2 separate regions of the Mus musculus genome follow, and region 2 is linked to region 1. The links are chromatin contacts, called in public Hi-C maps. All regions are on one chromosome and are shown on one strand. Each heading gives the region's core, a stretch centred on a gene start, on an enhancer-like site or on the middle of the called end of the contact. The rest is flanking DNA. Distances are from core to core; before and after follow the strand shown. Region 1 overlaps Birc6 (baculoviral IAP repeat-containing 6). Region 2 overlaps Ltbp1 (latent transforming growth factor beta binding protein 1).

What was found. Hi-C and Micro-C count contacts between places; a contact is called where the count stands out from the background.
Region 2: a contact with region 1 is called in a Hi-C map of cerebral cortex, with 6 times the contacts expected there. The contact joins two enhancer-like sites. A contact is called at or near these places in 2 of 39 promoter capture datasets (hippocampal neurons and liver), 24 of 484 Hi-C or Micro-C datasets (B cells, the Ba/F3 cell line, the HL-1 cell line and 15 more), 2 of 115 datasets of contacts at active chromatin or transcription factors (astrocytes and embryonic stem cells) and 1 of 9 other capture datasets (embryonic stem cells).

What each region holds. Positions count from the first base shown.
Region 1 is chr17:74,667,874-74,671,550 of GRCm38.p6, reverse strand. Birc6 (baculoviral IAP repeat-containing 6) reads right to left here. Exons shown (of 73, transcript NM_007566.3): 63 at 2,628-2,792; 64 at 1,169-1,337. Among named protein-coding and RNA genes, the nearest start is that of Ttc27, 48 kb to the left of the region's middle. Within about 2 kb of position 1,715, at least 31 of the 459 cell types and tissues checked have an H3K27ac peak or open chromatin away from gene starts, as enhancers often do. A contact at or near this core is called in granulosa cells, where this site is marked.
Region 2 is chr17:75,085,497-75,089,173 of GRCm38.p6, reverse strand. The region is part of intron 3 of Ltbp1 (latent transforming growth factor beta binding protein 1); the gene reads right to left. Among named protein-coding and RNA genes, the nearest start is that of Ltbp1, 82 kb to the right of the region's middle. Within about 2 kb of position 1,618, at least 64 of the 459 cell types and tissues checked have an H3K27ac peak or open chromatin away from gene starts, as enhancers often do. A contact at or near this core is called in granulosa cells, where this site is marked.

The sequences.
Region 1 (3,677 bases), core at 466-2,965:
AATGAGCTCCAATCTCACCTCAGCGGGATCAGCGAAATATGGTGTCTTGTGTTTGGAATCTGTTGGAATGTCCAGAAACAAACATGTTTCCACTTATATATAAAAGAAATACATTTTCCTTTCAGGTCTATAAAAAGGACCAAATTATTGGAGAGATCTAGTAGGAGAGCAATTCATTAAACAGTCTAGATAAAGAAGGTGAATTGTTCAGAATTTATGTGAACAAAACTGAATCTGCATAAATCTCCATGTTTCTAAAAGCATTTACTAATCTTAAATTTCCTAAATAAAAGTTAGAATCTAAAACTAATACTACTATAGCTAACTATAGCATACATAAAAGAACATACATGCATATATTTATAATTATACACGCATGCACACACACACACAAAAGAATAGCATATTCATCATTATACCACAAGTGAAAAGAACCAAGAGAGAGAATACAACACCAAATTTAACAGTGGCTACCTCTAACAAGAGGATCTCAGCTCTCCTGATAAAAGGTTAATTAATACTAAGAATATATAAAGAACTGATAAACACCAAAAAAGTCAAAAAAGACAAACGAACTGAACTATATAGACTTTAAAACAGGAGGCCTAAATAGCCAACATAACACAATTTTCATAATGATTAGCTATCAAGGAAGTACAAACCCAAACTACCCTGAAATAGATTCAAAAGGCCCCAAAGGGAGAAGGCGTCATGGATACAGCACTGAAGACCTGAGCTGTAGTGGAGCTTCCACGGTGAAAAGAACTGAACCGTGACCTGACTTCCACGGGTGTGTCTTGGCAAGCATGTCCATTTGTGTACACACACACACACACATTTTTAAAGTAGAGGAAAAAGGACAAGGAGGCAGATAAGTAACTACTTGGGAAGAACTGAGAGCAATGTGAGAGAGACAGGGATGAGACAAGGAAGGTGTGACTAATATAAAAGCCCATTATATTCACTTATGCCACATTATATTCATGTACATTACAAAATAACCCTACATCAGTTGCACGTTGATAAGGCTGTCTATGGTAACTTTAATTTCAAAAACTTTATACCCTTCTTAGGCAGTATCACGGCCTTACTTTTTCAATAATGGACTTTCAAGTTAGAGTCGTGTCTGAGGTTACGCAGCCGTGCAGCGCCTGCACCCCTGACTCACCGGAGTCGTTGCGCAGGTAGGAGGACATGGCTGGGATGAGGCAGGACTGACTGAGGAGCTCCAGAAGCACCGAGGGCAGAGCACTGCTGTTCTGGGCGCGGCTCTCGGGAGACGCCTGGGCTTCCCCATTGACAGCACCACTCATGGGGTTTATGTAACTCGCAAGGACCTGCATTGCAGACAAGAAATTGGAGTTCAGCTTTATACACTTCAGTGATGTGTTTCATAACTAGACACTTGATCTCAGCACACTCAAGAGCATCTGGTTTTTACTTAGCCAATGTTGACACTCTTTCTGATTGTGTACTTTTCATTTTGGAGATAGCTTTTCCACATAAGGCCCTGACAAACCTCAAGGTTGGGTTTCTCGACTGAGAGGGTGGCCTTGGATTTTTATCCCTCAACTTTGTGTGCTGGGATTATAGGCCTGAGATATCAAACACGGCTAAAAAAGGACATTTCCACTTAACTTTTCAGAAGGGAAGGGACTGTTTGCTGAGGGTTGCTTACACAGGACAATAGCTCTCTATGTAACTGAAAGAGGAGCGCCCTGAGGACAGAGCAGCACACGAGCGCAGTAAGCCGTGACTAACAGAGCAGTGACTGGACAGTGACTGACAGACACGGGAGCATCACCACTGTCGCCTTTGGATTTCTCTTTCTGGGGAACTCAGGAGGCTCCCGTGGCCTCCACTTGGCCATGTGGGTCACCGTGACCTGAGATTCAGATGCTCGCTCGCAGTGTCACTTTAATGCGGTGCCGAGGACTGAATCCAGAGGGCCCATGAATGCTAGGCACACACGCTACTACGCTGCACTCCAAGTCCTCACTGCACTGATTCAGTCTGAGAGTGCTGGGACCTCAGAATTTATACTACAACGAGCATGCCATCTTAAAACTGCAAAGTAACACTTCAAAATGGCGGCAATTTCATTTATTTCTATGATATAAAGATGTCCCCTCCTATTTTCAACTTGCTTGATTGTGGAATCACTATAGAACAATTTGAACTGAGAGTGAGCTACAGGTACAGTTTAGCGGTGAGAGGTCCCAGTGCAGAATGGAGTACGAATACTGGGTTGTAAGCACAGGTCAGAGGCTTTACATTAAAACAAAGGCTAGCTAGCAGATGTTATGTTTCTAGAGAACATCTTGAAATCAAAGGATAATTGTATCTGAGGTGAGAAGCTAATTGAGGGGAATATATTTAGAATTACAAGCATAAAAGACCATTCTTTAAACCATGGCATTTATACTGTATTTGGAGAAGAAAGCAAAAGCAAGCCTAAGAATGCTGGAGCACATCTGTCATGATTACACTTGGAGGTGAAGAAAGGAAGATCAGAGTTCAAGGGCAGCCTAGAAAACATGAAACATCTCAGCAAAAAGAAAAAAGACAAAATACTTAATGAACTGAGTAAATCATCAGTACTGATAACAACCGACTCACAAGCGTACCTGCAAAAGGCAGGTCACATGCTCCTCTTCTAGCCTCTGTTTAGTTAAGGCTTGTTCCACGTCCCATCCTGATGCCGTGGAACCTGTGCCAAAGCCAGTCCCTTTGGCCCAGTACAGCTGCTGTTCTTCTGCTGATGTGGGGTTATGGGAATTTGACACCTGCGGCTTTTAAGAAGAGGAAAATTACTAGTATTTGGTATTATTTGTTTTTTTTTTTAAATTATCATTAGGACTATCCAAAAGATTAACAATATAAAAATCAATTTGGCCATTCATCAAAAAGTTGAAAACTACTTACTGTGACACTCCTAGGCATACACCAAACACAATGAAAACTGGTGCTAAAATAAACATTTGTATACACCCGCACACAGCAGTATTATACACTACAATCCAAGGATAAAAAGATCCCAAATGCTTGCCAATGAATGAATATATTGAACTAATCAAGGGAACACTATCCAGCTGCAAGAAAGTAGACTAATGCATGTTGTATAAAGAAAATTTGGAAAGAACACCAGAGAGACACAGACAGACAGACAGACAGACACAGACACAGACACAGACACAGACACACACACACACACACACACACACACACACACACACACACACACACACGGGTGGGGGAGGGAGGGAAGGAGTAAAGAAGAAGTAGGGAGAGGAGGAGGAGAAGGGGAGGGCAGAGGAGGAGGCAGAGGGAGAAAATAAATGAAAGTGAAAACTACTTAAGGCTCAAAGAATCAATGACTCAAAACCAAATAGAAACAGAAACACAGAAAAGTTTAAGCCAGACCATTTTAGGGCTCCAGTAAAAAACTATCTCAGGAGATTTCTCAATCAAAGGAGAAAGACAACTTCTATTTTTAGAAGGAACATATCAGAATGGCTAAGATCAAGAACTAAAAGGACAGCACATGGGGGTGAAGCAAGGGGAACACTCCTCACTGTTCGGATTAGGAATAGTTCTACCTCAAGACCCAGTATGCCACTCCTGGGCATATACCCAAAAGATGTTCCACCACCCCACAAGGACACTTGCTCAACATG
Region 2 (3,677 bases), core at 369-2,868, 420 kb before region 1:
CTAAAATCACAAGAGAATAAAGCATTGCTCATATGAATTAATTCCTAGCATCTGCAACAGGGGAATTGAAGGTCGGCAGTGGTATCCAAAGAAAGGCAATTACCCGCAGTGAGGAAAGGAGGTGGTTCAAGGCTGCGCTGCCAAGAAATGACAGATTCTAGTGGACTCAAACCACCCTCTTCGAATTTTGGCATCCTACAGTATAAAAAAAATAATAAGACAGGGGAACACCGAAAAGCCAAGCTTGCCACCTGCTGCCCGACAGCGAAATCTTACTTAAGCAAATCGCACCCATCCACGCTTTCTAAGGCAGCCCCTTTGTACGCTGACTGTTGTGGGTGTTCACACACTGTGTGTATATCCAGCAGTTCTCGCTACTTTTTTTCTTTTTTCTTTTTAAAGAAAGGGTCAAATCTAACTTCTCTTTTTACCAGATAGATACTATTTCCAGTTCTATACATAATCCTCTAAAACCAGAGTGGCTCAAAAAAGAAAGGAGGAGGAGGGAGAAGAGAAGAAGGGGGAGGGGAAGGAGGAGGTAGGGGGAGGAGGGGGAGAAGGGAAAGGAGGAAGAGGAGGAAGAGGAGGAGGAGGAGGAGGAGGAGGAGGAGGAGGAGGAGGAGGAGGAGGAAGGAAAGAAAATAAAATGAAAAAAAAAAGCTTCCAAACTGTTACCCACACTGTGTGTATAATGAATTGAGCGAGCTGCAGTTGTGTTTATTACAGTACCCAGATCAGGGAGGAATGTCTTTGAAAATGTGCCAGCATTGTCCTACGCCCCCATGGCCTGTCATCATTCCAACATGATATAGAATACTAAATCCATTCTGGGATTCATGCAGACGTTAACATCCCAACATTAAAGCACAACGGCATTAAGCAGGTTCATAAATAGTTTATTTTAAATGCATTCACATAATGAAACTCTCAGTAGCAGTTCAGCTGACCCAAAAGGGGAAGAAGAAAAAAACCTCTCAATAATTCCACCATTGTGCTAAGTATTAGCTTTCCACAGTGAAACTTCCAACAATCTTAGCTGCACTAACTCTCACCAGTGTTTTCAAAGGCTCTTGGTAGATCCAGGACTCATCTCTAATTTCACTGATTCTAAGACATCCTGAAACATAAGTTAATTTTAGCACTAAAACACAAAACAACCAACTACCAAATAGTGTCTGTCTTCTAACTCTATACATATTCAACTCCATGTAGTCGGGACATCAAAAAAACCAATCCAGAAGACGAAAGGAAGAAAACGCCATCTGAGAAAAAGATGCCCTGAGAGTGAGCTGCAAGCCACCAAGGACAGCTATTATACAAACCAGACGTAGTCTGTGTGCTCTTCAGAGCTCTGGACCATGGAATAGACCAGCAGCCCCTTGAAAGACGGATGGAAAGCAGGTTTATGACATTGCATTGATAACTCCTGGGGCCTCTGAGGCACACCACTCCAGGCTTGCCTAAGTGCAGAATAAAGCCAAAGCTATTTGAAGAATTCTGTTCATCTGGGATCTACTATACAGCAGACGGCAAAAAATCAACTCACTTTCGAGAGAACATCAGAATCTTAGACTATTTTCTAGTATGCATTACTTTCCTGAACACTAGGGGCAGTGTCTCCATACAAAAAGAAGCCAGCTCAGGGGCAGCCTCTTAGCTTTTAGAGGCTGCCTGCTCTTCTTGGGAAAGAGTAAGCACACATTCTCTGCAAAGTTCTACAGTGGCTATAAATCCCTGAGCTACGGCTGTAGTGTTTCCCATGCAGCAGGAAGCCCTTCGGTGCTGTCACTTAACTGGCCTTACTGGCCACAGCGAGGCAGCTAGAAGCAATTAGTTCGTAAAGGCTAAGGTTTAGTTTACACTTCACATACTACATCTGTGATTCCAAAGAGGACCTGGTATCCATAGGCAATGATTCAGCGAATCACTCATTTATTGATTCCAGGCCCATCAACAGCAGAGCCAGACTTTAACCAAGGATGGCAAATATGTGACTTTATTAGAAGGCACAGATAGCATTGCATGTATTTTGCTCTTTAAAAAGATAGCTGTAGGGGCTAGAGAGATGGCTCAGAAGTTACTTTCTATTCTTGTAGAGGGCCCAGGTTCAGTTCTGAGCACTAATATGGCCCCTTGCATCTGTCTACAGCCCCAGTTCCAGGGAATCCAACATCCTTTTCCAGCCTCAATAGGCATCCAGCATGCATGCGATGGACATGTATACACATTTAAAACACTCATGTACATAAAATAAAAATAAATCTTTAAAATTAAAATATATAGCATATTTACTTATATAAATAAACTCTAGAAATAATATGAAGGAAAGAAAAAGTAACTTCAGCGATCCCTTATTTAGTAAAATGAAAGAATATTTATGCTAGCTGTTAGCATAGTACTTACGAAACATATGGTACATATGAAATAATGATATACGTGAGATTGAAAATCCCCAATATTATTTTGTGTTTTGTTTTGATGTTTGTCTGTTTTTGTCAAAGACTTCCTAACAGAGCTTTGTGTGAGACTTTTTTGGGGGGAGAGGGGCGGGGGAGCATGAACAAATGTCTTTCCACCCCAAAAAGGGCACTAACAAAACATCAAAGATACAATTCCCTCCCACTCTAGCTTAATGAACCAGTGAATTTATTACAGGAGTGGGGATGGCTCAAGACAACCACATCACTGGAAAGTCTGCACAAGCGTGAGGAAAACTTATACCTGCAGACGATTTGGCTACCCTCTCCTTAGCAACTGTTACTGCTTGTATAACCATACGGAGGGGCCTTGTGACTCTCTTAAACTGCAGGAACTTCCTGAGACTTGTAAACTGTGCTTCTTTCCTGAATCTTGTTAAGTTTCATTTTCTTCCTCAGTCTTAACGAGGCTTCTTCCAGGATGAAAGAGTTCAATTCAGAGGGTATAGCTGAAAGCTTCATTATCTCTTTATTTTTTTACAAATAACTTAAATTAATTTGAACACAAAAACATGTGGCCTTTGTTTTTTAATTTTAAAGAACGGCACTTTTTCACTAGGTTTGCGCAGTATTTCCAATTCTGAAGCAATACTGTGATTTCTATCATGTGGACGTCACCTGGGCTGAGTCACCCACAGAGAAAATCCTAAGAACCTTCCTGGCAACTTTAGACCTTAGCAGATAATTAAACAAATGCATGCCACACCTGAAACAAACAAACAAACAAAAACCATATTACTTAGGAATAAATGTCACAAAATAAGTATGCAATCTCTGTTATATACTTTTATGGTTAGCTTATATTTAACTATTTTAAGTATTAACTAATAAGAATAGAAACACACAATAGCTTAATGAACCAGTGAGTTTATTACAGGAGTGTGGATGGCTCAAGACATCACTGGAAAGTCTGCACCAGTGTGAGGAAAACTTATACTTGCAGACGATTTGACTACCCTCTCCCTAATAGGTGGGTTATTATAGAATTATAAGGCAGGGGTATGGGACTCATTTCTGGTTCTTTAAAAAGACATCATGAAAGATGTAAACCAGGGCTCTGTCAGCTAAGGGAGGAAGCGTTTGGGTGAGCAGACTGCTTCGGGCTTCACATGAGAACTCTCAGAAGTTTATATAGGAAGGGGCAGAGGTAACATGAATTCTTCAAAGCCAAAAACTATGCAGTCAAAGATCAAGAAAGGT